Regions from separate parts of the Drosophila melanogaster genome. Here region 1 is linked to region 2. A link is a contact called in public Hi-C data. All regions are on one chromosome and are shown on one strand. The core of a region is the stretch at or near the end of the contact, and the rest is flanking DNA. Distances in the headings are between cores, read along the strand shown.

Region 1 (6,324 bases), core at 1,117-3,616, 300 kb after region 2:
AACGTGATGTCCTCCAAGACCATCTTGAAACCTGGCGTGAATCCCGGAAAGTTAACCATGCCGCTTTGTCCGCCAAGTAAGCGAATTAATGCGCCAATGCCATTGGGATTTTGAGCATACGACTTCTTTAGAAGTTGGGATATAGTTTGGTAGTAAATATTCGGGTGCTGGGATGCTAGAAAAATAGTTCGTAAAGTCTGCCATTTCAATATCTGAAGAACTTTCTACTCACAGACCACCAGCAGTAATCTCACCGCTGTTTGCTGCTCGAAGAGATTGGTGCTGAGGCAGCTCTTCCACAGCATGTACTTGGTTTCCTCATAGGCCAGATCGGCCAGCAACGGGAAGTTCCGCTGGTTGAGCACCCACTGTTCCAGCTCCTGCATCGAATTGTCCAGGAAATCCTGACACCAAACATACTTCTCGGCCATTTTGGCTGCCGTAAGGAGCAACGTCGCTCCACGCTCGTTCAGGCGCAGCACGGCATTATTCAGCGTGGGCTGCATACCGGCAAACATTTTGTTGCTCAGCCACAACGGCGCCTTCTGCACTATCACCTCGCACATGTCCTCGGTATCTACATGACATTGTGTTAGAGAAATAATATATCTCTTTATTCAACCAGTACTTACAGATTTCGACTAGCACATTGACCAAGCTCTGCAGGATCGTGTCCGAGTAGTTGGTGGTGATCAGCAGGAAAGGAACAACGGCCACGTCCAGCGGCTTCTTCGGTGCGAATCCCTCCCTAAGCATCTCACGAAAGGCTGCCCTAAGGTGCTGTTCGTGGCACGAGGTCATATAATCGAGGATGCCCGCCTCCGAATCCAGGTGGCAGCGGTAGTCATCGACGAATCGCTTGATGCCGCACTGTAGAATCTGCATGATGATCTTGTAAGGGAAACAGCCGCCCAATCTCGCCACAATCCAGTCGAAGGTCATGGGAAACCGGTGAAAGGCATTGAGCATGATCTCCACGCAGGCCTCCTCCTCCGGTTGGGTTAACTTTCGGAAACAACTATTTATAAGGGTCATCAGCCCGTGCATGGCGCTGCACTCCAGCCAATAGTTGCAGCTGGCCGTGATGGTCATCCGCCGCTGGGTGTACTTATCGGACAGCTTGGCCACTAGTTCCAGACTCCAGTTGGCGATGAGCGGCGACCAGGCGGGCGGTCCCTTCCACACCAGACTCTGCAGCGCGGTCTTTACCAGATTGAAAGCCTCGTATTCCGGAGCACGTTGCTGCTGCTGGCGATTCCCGGCCAGCTTCACCTGGGATACCGGCATACCGGTCTTTGGGTCGGCCATCTCCGGCGACACATACAGCTGCACACTGATTTCGGCCAGCAGGGCGAAGTATTCGAACACAATGTCTCGCGTGGCGGGCAGCTCCTCCAGGAATCCCAGTCTGCAAATATCCATGGAATTATTTACTACGGGCATCATTATTAACCACCGCGGTTGCTACTCACGCGAGCTTGATGAGATTGGGGCTGGTCAGCAGCTGCGGACAACTGTGCCCATTGCTCACCGTCTCTATGAAGTGCTTAAGCTGATCCAACAGGTTCTGGCGCAGCATTTTGTCGTCCTAGGCATCGGGAACGCAGCACCGAAGTTGGCCAAGTGAGCAAATGCATCGCAGCAGCGGGTCGCTGCGTCTTTCACTCGGAATACCAAAACGACGGGGCACAACTGCAGGCATTTGGAATCCGCCGCCACCTGGCCACACTAAGGCGGCAGAAAATTCGAAATTCTTTAATATCTGAAAATCATAAAATTAACAGAATAATAAATATCTTAGCACTCTAACGTGTCATTACATTCATTATAAACTAGCACCTGAGATTAGTTTAAGATGACACTTTACATTCAAGTTAAATTAAGCTGGAAAAGATTTCTAATCGGAATTATGTGTTTACTACAATGCTAACTTTCGAATCGAGGATGTAATTACTGAGTAATCAAACTGTTTGCTCTTTTTAATACTAAGTAAACGTACTTATAGCTCTATTTTCTAATTTTATAATATTTAACGTGTTTTTGTTTTAAAATATTATCGTAACAGTAGGGAGTGCGAAAAACGGTAACACCAAAACCCAGTTCGTGCATTATTGCACACTCTTTTGGGGCGAATCAAGAGCGAAAGACAACATGGCGTCGAAGCGGCGAATCTGTCTCGCAGTTTGTCGTGCTGTTTGCTTTTTTCTGCTCTGATTTGTACAAATATTCATTCAAGGTGCTCCAGTTTTGCCAAGTATATGTTAATAGAGTACCATAACAATGGTGGCGTCACAGGGGTGCTAGAGTTCGATATCGATAACAGCTCACATTCTCGTCATATGCAACTATCGCTGTACTCTCTGGCCGAGTATCGATACGCAGATATTATCGTCGTGGTCAGACCAACGCTCTAGCGTCGGTCCGCGGAAAATAGCGAAAATTACAATTATCCGGGAAGATATATTGGTCGAAAACTAACTCGTGATCCCCCAATAAATATGCGCAAGAGAAAATTGTATATAAACTGATCGAATGCAGCCAGCGTGCTAAGCACTAAAAGCGAAAAACGCCAGAAACAGAAACAAGGAATTGCAGCGTGAGTGTATAACTTTTTGGTTTTTGCCCCCGCGCTCTTTCTCTCTCTTTGCTGCTCTCTCTCTCCCGCTCTCTTTTGCCCTCTTGCGGCTTCTGTGTTGTCTGCGTGCTAGTGTGTGTGTGTTTGAATTTTACTGTGAATGTGACCGACGGTGTGTTCTCACGTACTCCGTGGATGATTTGCGGCCTTGCCAGGGAATCGGACTATATATCCCGGCAATAGCCCATATTGGATCCCGATTTTGAATACAACTCGGCTGATTTGCTTCTTTCAGTGTCTCCCCTTTTATCGCACTTTATGCAACAACGCATACCGTCGTGTTGAATTTCCTCGCTCTCCGCTGTGTGTGGTTTGTAGGTGTGCGTGTGTTCGAGGTGAGTTAGCCGTCGTCTGTTTTTCTTTTCCCTGCGTTTTGTGTGCGTTTCAATGAAATGCAAAATCGCCAGCGAATATCGCGGAAATGCGCTGCTCCTAAATATTATGTATACATAAATAAAGTATCGAATCAAAACAAAATCGGCTTGCAACAACAACAAAAACATTGCAGAGTGTGGGTGGCGCGTGTAGCGATCAAAATTGCGTGCATGTGTAATGTGTGTGGTGGAGAGACGGCATTTTTCTTTACCACACGCCTCTTCTTCTTTCCCACAATACACTGCAATTTTTGCGATTCTGTTTTGCGCCTGCCATTCGCAATAATTTTATTGAATGAACCGCAAAAGAGACGGCCCAAAAAGCGATGTACTTGCCAGACGTTGTGTCTGTGTGCGTCCAAGTGTCTGTAGCGCGTTGTGTGTGTATCGCGTATGAAAATACATCAACTGTTGGGCATCAACAAAAAAACGGAATCAAAAATTTATAATAAAAAATGAAAGGAAATTAGCTGACTTTGTAATCGCAATCGGAGAGTGTTTACTTGCTAAATTTTCGAGTTCTCCGCCCGTCTCTTTCCCTTCATCCCTCCTGCCTTCACCGCCAATACCACCCCAAAAAATTGCATACATGCACACACGCCTTCGGTTGTGCGAGTGGTTTAGTGTGTGAGCGCGCGCGTATTCTGCACACATTGTCATGCATGCAAAAAACAAGATACGACGCGTTCGCAATCGTTAGATTCCGTCTCCCCCAATTCATGGCGTTTCATTGCTGGGGGCGAAAGTAAGAAGATAACGAAAGGGATATGCGAACCACTTCCTAATGAAGTCCTGCATCCTTAGCTTTTGGATTCCCACCTCTTCGCCTTCTCCTTCTTCACACGGACACTTGCAGCGTTCGCGCCCATGCGTGTGTATGTGTGCGAAGAACAGGAAGAGAGCAGCGAGACTCCAATTATCCATTTACAGTTGCGGTTGAAATGATGGAGCATAGTTGTATTATTTGTATTCACACAATTACCGGTGGTATTTAAAGTCTTAACAATATTTATTAATTTCCTGCTACCTTCCTAAATTTTATTCATAGTTTTAATACTGTACCCAAGTACCTTAAGTTCCCTAATCAGATGTAAACTTGTTGATAGGCATAATTCCTATCTTAGTTTGTATTTTTGTCTACTATAACCTAAACTTAATTCTACTACGAATTTAATTACAACATACTAAGACTGTAATCTACAAACCAAACGAAAATGCCTTGAATAAAAGAGGTCTAGTGATTCATAATACGATTTGCACACGTGTTATTAACTAGGTAGTAGCGAAATAGAGTCAAAAAGGCCACCGACTTGTTCACAACTGTATCTCTTACTAACTTCCCTATAAAAACTAATTGTTGCTGGGGCGAAAAAATACTGCCAAGTTGTCATATTTGCCGGACTTTATTGATGACTCGACTCCAGAGCTCTATATTTCGCACACAGATTTTCTCTCGGCACTTTTCGCAACCTTCTGCGGCCGCTGGTTATTAATAAAAATTAATAATAAACGAAATCTGTGGCGCTGTGCGGCACTTGGACACACTTATGTACACATGAGCATTCTCGTGTTTTTCGCAGCTGATTGCGTAAACGAAACCGCTCGCTACGTTTGTTTTGAATTGCTACTTTTGTTTTGGTACCGATTCAGACTTGGAATCCGATTCAGTTACAGATTGAGATTGAGATTGAGATACTCAGGCTCTCCGCCTGGGCTTCAATTCTCCTGCGGGCGTTATCAGTGGCCTATGGCGCTTTATTGGAATTACCATGGAAGTGGGAACTTAATCGCTGTGCAAATCGCTTCGAAACAGCGCAGCACGCATTTTCCCCGACGTCTTGCAACCTTGGGCGAGTGGCACTGCGGGCGGTGGGTGGTGAGCGGTTGGGTGATCTAGAGTGACGTAAATATTTGTGGTGGACAGTCAACATTGAGGTGGCGCTCTTCAACGATGACGTAGCTTTTGCCACTTCTGTTTACTCGCACATTATTTCACACACTTCTCCATTGATTTTCGCCGTGCAGATAACGAAATAGTGGACTGATTGTTAACTGTGTATAAATGAAAATATGGGTATGATATGTGTTTATTTACACTTTTTTTCTGTGTACGAGAATGGTTAGATTACTCCCCTTCCTCGTTTTGAGTCACCCGCTCTCTGGCCCTCGCCGCTGTTTGTTTTCTTCGCGCGCGTGTTTGCTCTCGCCGTGGGGCGAAAGCGCAGCGATAATAGTGGCTCAGATATAGTGTATACTATATGTATAGTAAACCTACTCATACCGAAAACCCCATCGCACAGATACGGATACATTTACAGATACACGCGCGCACTGCGGAAGGCCTAGATCTAATGGAAAACGCTAAATGTTTGTAAACAGACCGGGCACATTTCTTTTCTTTTCTTAATTATTTTTTGCATTTCGCATTTTAGTTGGCATGGTCTTCTCACGGCTTCTCTCTCTTCACACATCTTTCTTCCGAAAATACACTCACACACACGCACACCGAACGTAGCTTTCACATTTTCATTCATCGCAATCTTCGCCATGAAGTGTTGCAAAGGCCCCAAGATAAGATATAGGATGCACTTGGATACCTTAACCTCACCTTTTTGCGACAATAGCACACGAATAATCCAATTTTTTGTATGACGTTGTTGGGCGAACAATTTTATAAGTCTTGGAAAGGAATTTCTGTGCTGTGTTGATACACAAAACAACAAAATAATAAAAAATTATAAATGGTATTGAACTACTGTACTAGTGAATAGTTTGAACCAGACTTTAAATTAAAGGCAATTATGATGTTGAAAATATTTAAGTACCTTTATGCATGCATATAGTTAAAATACAATTTTTTAGATAACAAACAACATATGCGTTTACTGTCATTAAAAAAGGGATTATAAAACCATAAAAAAAGGATTTCGAAAAAGTAGTGTTTTTTAATATTGTATGATCTTTGAACGTTTTTTTTTTTAATTGTTTTATTTTCCTAACTTGCAGTGCAGTCTCGTCGTGCGCCCATCCCAATCCCATCAGACCCCACCCGGCGTTGGAGTGCAAGAATAACATGGATATAGAAGTCAAGCATAAAGATTAGCCGAATCCTTTGAATTTTAAATTCAAGATCCTAATTTAAATTAGCTAAGTAGCATAGCCTAGCCAATAGTCCCTAGCCAGAGGAACGGTTCCAAGCCGCAAGCACTCGCGTTCATAGTCCCGATCGAAATTCAAACGAATCCCAAGGGCACCAACAGCGTGTAGAACCGCAGAAGCACAGCAAGGAGGAACATCATCATGACGACTGACACC
Region 2 (6,641 bases), core at 1,224-3,723:
GGCTTGTTACGTTGCTTGATTAGCTCCAAATCCAATAGATTCTGCCAACGGGATGCAGCCAACCCGGATAGCGTTATCAGTTCCTCGGACAGCTGCGTTGGAGTTTCGTACTTGGTGTCAACTAGCTCGCCGAGTTTTGACTCGTCCTCTTCGTCGATCTCTAGCTCCTTCATGCCATCTTCCAGTTCCATGGCATCGCACACATTCGTGGGCAATCCCACGTACGGAGCCGGCTCCAAAGGATCGATGGAGCGCAGGGAAATCTGATTAAACAGCGTCTTGTTGGCCCACAGGTAAATGCCCAAAAGTCCAACATGTGCGGTGGCCAGAAAGTCGCCATTAGGCGACATACTTAACGATACGCAAGGCGCCTCGACGCGGAAGTGATCCACCATGTAGGAGGAAGGTATGTCCCACACCTTGATCGTGGAGTCCATGGCGGCGGTGATCAGCCAGCGGCTATCCGGACTGAAAGTGAGGTCATTCAGCTTGGCTGTGTGACCGACGAACTTGCGAACAATGACCCTCGTGTGCATGTCTACGACAAAAATCTTGAATGTTTCCAGACCAATGGCCAGCATGGAGCTCTCTCGGTGCTGTCGAATCAGGGCGATTCCATCTGCCAGGCGTAGAGTCGCTAAGGGCTTGTCAACTGAAGGATGGTATGATTTTACAAATGTTTTATTAACTTATGTTGTAGGCAATTCCTTACCCTTTCCTTTGAATGACCAGAACTTGAGCAAGCCTTCCGAACAGCCAGAGATGACGGTTTGGTTAAGATTGTCGCTGGCCAAGCCGCGTACTGCCATCTTGTGGGCTGGAGAGCCATAGGTAGCCCGATGGAGTCCAGACTGGATATTAAAGCGCTCAATGTCGCCACTGCTATAGCCAATGATCACAAAGTTGCCACAGTGCGTCAGCACAATGCATGTGGTCTCGTTCTGGAAGTTGGTGCGGTTGCTGTTTTGGAACTGTTTCGGAACCAGGCGGTGCTCGCCCATACGGTTCTTGCCAAACGACCAGGTTGTCGTCTGAATAACGCCCGCATGGATGGCAGCGATGTTATCCCACTCCTTTTCGCGAGCCGTATCCGATGTGAACTCCAGTATGGGTGGCATTCCAAACTTATCGTGCTCAAAGCGATCTGCAAAGAAGAGTTGCCTATTAAAAATATTTTAAAGCGAGCAATAAAAGCCAAAACACTTACTCTTCTTCTTTGTGGCTTTTGGATTGTAGGTAGCCCTGCCCATGCTCTTGTTCAGCGATTCGGAAATGGTGGAGAAGACTCTCATGGTGCTGTCCTCGCCCGAAGAGAGAATGGATACGCCCGAGCTGCCGTGGTAGCGAATACAAAACGGCGGCTTTGTGTGTCCCTCGCGGATCCTCAGCTGTCTGGCACCACCATCTGGCATATCGAAAACAAACATCCTCATTGAATTGTCTGGTGAAGTGGTGAAGACCACGGGCTCGCTGGGCAGACAAATGGCCGTGGTCACCGACTCCTCGTGCGCTTGCAGCTGACCGGCTAACTTGCGCTCCTCCAGGTTCCAGAAGGCCATGTAACCATTGCTGCAGGCGGACACAAGGATTGGTGGGCCGTCGGTACGGAAGGAAAGGTTGGTGACCTGACCCCAATCCTGCTGGAAGCTCATAAGCACCTCGTCGAACTTAAGGTTAAGCAAGATAATAGTGCCATCCCCGTGTCCCACGGCCACGACATCCAAAGCAGGGGACGGTTCAATGCAGGTGATCCTGCTGTCGTGGTGACTCAAAGTGCACACCACACTGTTCTTCTTTATGTTCAAGATCTTTAGTTGGCCCTGCTGGGAGCCTAGTACTATTTTATTGATGTACGTGGGCGGATGGGTCACAGCTGTGATCTGGAACTCCTCAGACCGGAAGGGCACTTCCAAATAGACATCCTCGGTTGAAATATTCCACACTTTTAACACATTCTGCCTATCGATGGCTATCAAACTGGAACCAAAAGGCAGCAGGAGGTGGACATCTTTCTGGTGGCCACGGTACACGTGCCGGATGTGTTTGCCCGCCCGCCAGGCGTAGATACACTTGTTGCTCGCCGTGTACGTGTGCAGTCGATCCGTGGCCAGAGCCGTAATCTCGTCCGGATGCAATCCGCTAACGTGCAGCAGGCGAAAGTGGTTGGCGGTGTACACCTGAAAAGATCTGCCGATGCAGGTGATCAGCAAAGTGTCCCGACGACGCTGCACGTAGCGGGTGACTGCTGGAACCTGGTTGCTCACATAGCCGAGGGCTCGATTCCGCCGGAAGATGCAGCTGCTCTCCTTGAACACAGACTTCCGCTCCTCCGACTGTGGCTTATCCTCCGACCGCAGATGCGTCATTTTACTGTCCGAAATGTCTCTTTCTGTCTTTTTATCGATTTTTTAAGCTAATATAAACGATTTCCGCAACATGCCGAAAATGTTTACTGCCAAAACACGTGTGGCGAAGTGTGACCGGAGCTTGAAAACAATTCACCTAACCATGGTTAAATATACTAAATGAAATTTAGAAGGGGTATTCGTATTTTATTACACTTTGGCGCCAAATGATTATTTCAAAAATAAAATAACGATTTTCATTTAACCCAAAAAACTGCAAACTAAAAGTTACGAAATATTTATGTATGCGCTTTCAAGTAAGTTACAAATATTATTTGGAACAATTAGAAGAAAAATAGATTATTTATCAATTCTGATTATTTAGAAGCCAAAAAAAGTTTTCGTTTCATTGGAGGATTCGGGATGAAAATTTTGTTTGCCTAAATCTATTAGATTATGCAAAAAAACAACAATCGTTGAATTTGGATGCTTTTGTAGCACATTTTATTATATATTTAAACAAGCATCTCTTTATAAATAAAACTGTTGGGAACAATTTGTTAGTGTTGCGCAGCCGTAATATACATATACACCTATAATGATTAACATACACAGTTTACAAAGTTAATATGTATATATTTTGTATGTTAAATAAAATTACAACTACATATAGTCTTTCGCTTTCTTCGTAAATAAACATAAATAAAATATACGTATGTATTTAACATATGAACAGTGAAACACGCTGTCTTTGCCGTTTTCTTCGATTTATTTTTCGTCGTCTGCTCCTTTTTTTTTTTGACACTGAAATCCTTACCAGCCCCTAAAAATTTCAGTTGGGTTTTTTTTTAATGTGTTCGATGCTTATGCAATTAGCATAAAAATTGACTGCCTGGTATGTGTAGACATTTATCAAACATTTTATACAAGTTGCGAAAGTAATTAACATTCATAAGTAATTCATGTGTTGTCGCTGATGTTGTTGTTGTTGCTGTTACTGTATCTCTTGATGTTGTTGCTCTTGTTTTTGAGGCTTATTTCCGGTTTTTAATGTACGTTGTGGATATTTCTGTATTGATAACTTTTCCGGCCTTAGTTCACGCCATTCAATTCGGCGGAATTGGCCAAGGGATAATCAAGTTCACCCAGGCGAGAGGCGGGTCGGCGAGGTCGGTTAAACTAAAAGGGGAAACATTCGATAGTAAAAAGGGTTAAAATCAATCCTATTCAAATCGTTTCATTCAACCAGGAATCCCCAAACTAATTCATATTTTCATCAAGGAAAAAACTATGGTTTTAAATCGCATTAAAAGCCGCCGAAAAAGTATGCAAAATACATCCAAATAGATTTAAACTATTTTTAAGTTGGTTTTAATCTGGGTAATTTTAATCAATCACGAGTGTTTAACTGACTACTTTCATCTTTAAGTGCTGCCAAATGTAGAACGGGACATAAAGGTCACTTACCCATGATTTCATGATTTTGTAAAGCACCTGACGGGCGGGATAGTCATTAAAGTCGCCCTCGAGCGGCACCTGTTCATTTGGCGCCATCATGGGCAGTAGGCCATTCGGACGCACATAGTCCGGTTCCTGCCCCCCGGAGGCTGCCTCGCCCATTCCCCCGCCCACTCCCGTTCCAGACCCGGATCCGGGGCTCAGAGAGCGCTTGCCATGACCACCGTAGCACACATGACCGTAGGCCTGGCATCCCTCTGAAAAAGATTGAAAATATGTCAGGCAGTGTCAACCTAATTTAAAAGCACCCAAGAGCTTAAATAAAATAAATTAAATACAAGTGGATTCGAAATTATATTAGTAACACTATACATTAATAAATAAATTAACAAGCCAAACAATCACAATAAACTTTTCCGATCTCATTTACATTTATAATCTACACTTATTAATTGCCAATTTAAAATGCAGATATGCAAGACAAGCCATAAATGGAAAATTTCCTTAACTGAATCCTAATCAATACTGGAAAAATCCTCACATTTCCCACATCACTTTAACTTTCCACCGATGCGTGTGCATTTCCCAACGCACCGCCCCAAAATGCTTTCCCCATTACTGGGTAGATAGACTTGCTCCTTTGGATTTCGTTACTGCCAAAATCTTTAATCGCTCCCCAAAGCTCAAGAGAGACATCCGGCGATAACCATTTGACCCCACGACGGCACGGCTCAGTTTCGTTTGTTTGCCTGTCTGGCTGTGTGTGAACAAACTTTTGACTTTCTACTGTTTTTTTTTTTTGAATTTCCGCCCACACGGGCGAACATAAATTTTCGTGTTGCACACTTGGGAGTTGTCCTTGACATACGCAGGATTTAAATAAATAAAGGGGGGGTTGGTTTACTGGCATGACTTTACAAAGCTGATGGGACTTTGGTTACTCCAATGGCACCCAATCGAATTCCGGTGGCTTCTATCAATGGGAATATTAATTCGTTCAGCTTCAAAGATCCCAAATTACTTTCTACTTATTTATATAATAAATTTAAAGGGGTTGAGATTTTTTAAATAGGGAAATATATGTGAGGATGTAGTCTCAATATTAAGGTTATTAAATGGGATGAATCTAGTAAGTTTACACGGTATCTGTGTAATTCTACCAATCTTGCCTTATTATAATGAAATCTCATGGGAGCTCTAAACAAGTTTGCTTGCCAACATCTTAAATGCCGTTTCAGAGGCAATCAAATCCAAAACTTTGGATAATTGACTACTGAATGGGAGAACAGATGTGTTCTGAATGGCAGCGGATGCCTAGAAGTCTCTTGACATTCACTATTCACTATTAATAATTTTAAGGAAAACGATGTCCCTCTCGTGTCTGACTCGTGTCTTCGAGATAGTTGCAGCTTGCAAGGGAAACGGAAATGGCCCCCACTTTCCTCATTTTCTCATTTTCACGTCGCTGTAGAGGACAGCCTTGTTGTTGCCATTGAACGTACCCACAGCTGGGAAAACAAAGACGCCGGTTTGTTTGCGTTGCATTAAACTGCAACAATTGATGCAGCTCGATGGGTGGTGAATGTGTGGATATCGGCACCCATTTATGACTTTGTTTTTCTCACAGCAATTTAATGAATATTTCATGGAAAATTCACCTGCATACTACGATGGGAAAACTTTAAGGGTAGGCATCGAGATTAAACACGTGTGCCCATATGTACTTAAAAGTAACCAAGTACTTGACGTACTTAATGCAGGATCAAGACATTTAAATAACATAAGAGATGCCTTAAATATGTTTAATTAATTAAGTCTGTACTCACTTTTCGCTTGGCTCTGTTGCGCGGCCAGGACCACGGTGCAGATAACGACCAGTAGCAAAGATATGGTGGATTTCATGATACCTGGTGGGAAGAAGAGAGGGCAGAGGGATGAGCACCTGTTGAAATCCGGCAGTCTGGCGATGACAATTGGACCTTTCGCCGCGGGGCATTACACTAATTAGGAAATCCGAGCACAACGCGACGAGCGAGTTGTAATCGAATTCGAATCCCAGAATTCACATGCAGTTAAGAAGCTAATCCCGGCCGACAAAAACTTTTGAACTATGATTTATGTAACGCCCACACAAAACGCAAAGACAATCAGCCTGGGCGTATGTGTGTGACTTGAGGCCAAAAGGTGGAAGTTCCACAAACATTTGTTTATTACGTGCTTTGAATGTTCTAAGAGTTCATCATCTTGCGGATGGGTTTGCCAAGACTATTCATAGATAAAAGATAAGTCATTTAATTGGCTGGGAGCTGTAAGCATTTCCCGCTAAATTTCATTTTGTGTGTGTGATCCTAGGGTCGAAATTAAACCGATTAAAATTTGACAACAGCTGATGCTCTTTAGGCCATCAATCATACGCCATGTGTGCGTAATTAAGTATGCTATTGCGTACTGAGTAGGTTGTTTGTAAAATTGGTACTAATTTCAAAAGTGAATCAATTGACATATTTGTTGTACAAACATAAACCTTAGCACTTTGAATACGATTAAGGATTATTTATTCGTTTTTATTTTTTTCTTTTTAACGGCATTCAAATATTTAGTGAGTAAATTAGTAAAATTGATTTTAATTTATCTTAAACGTTTCAAACACTTTGTTGAGATATATTAAAAGATATAAGCGCTAATGGCGCAATTGCCCATCAATCATACGCCCCGTTGCCGCAGCTCTGTTTTTATTATTAAGCACCGCACCTGGTCGCGTGTCGCTTTCAACTGCAGCTTGAATAACTCACCTCAATCAGACTGATTAGCCGAACTGGGCTTTGTGAGATTTATACG

Evidence for each region. A called contact is a pair of places that touch in the nucleus more often than the background predicts.
Region 1: a Hi-C map of the Kc167 cell line shows a contact between it and region 2, with 2.1 times the contacts expected there. A contact is called at or near these places in 9 of 107 Hi-C or Micro-C datasets (the D17-c3 cell line, the Kc167 cell line, the S2 cell line and 4 more) and 2 of 7 datasets of targeted methods (both in the Kc167 cell line).

Annotation. Positions count from the first base shown.
Region 1 is chr3R:13,681,555-13,687,878 of dm6, forward strand. It overlaps flfl (falafel), which reads left to right and starts at 2,367. Exons shown (of 10, transcript NM_142047.4): 1 at 2,367-2,596; 2 at 6,016-6,324. The coding sequence starts at 6,310. It overlaps omd (oocyte maintenance defects), which reads right to left and starts at 5,656. Exons shown (of 9, transcript NM_142046.2): 1 at 5,618-5,656; 2 at 1,473-1,762; 3 at 633-1,408; 4 at 233-577; 5 at 1-175. The coding sequence starts at 1,579.
Region 2 is chr3R:13,386,236-13,392,876 of dm6, forward strand. CG9799 reads right to left here and starts at 2,474. Exons shown (of 3, transcript NM_142027.4): 1 at 1,208-2,474; 2 at 713-1,144; 3 at 1-652. The coding sequence starts at 2,366. It overlaps CCHa2 (CCHamide-2), which reads right to left. Exons shown (of 4, transcript NM_142028.3): 2 at 5,630-5,710; 3 at 3,813-4,060; 4 at 2,824-3,524. The coding sequence starts at 5,705. The coding sequence ends at 3,438.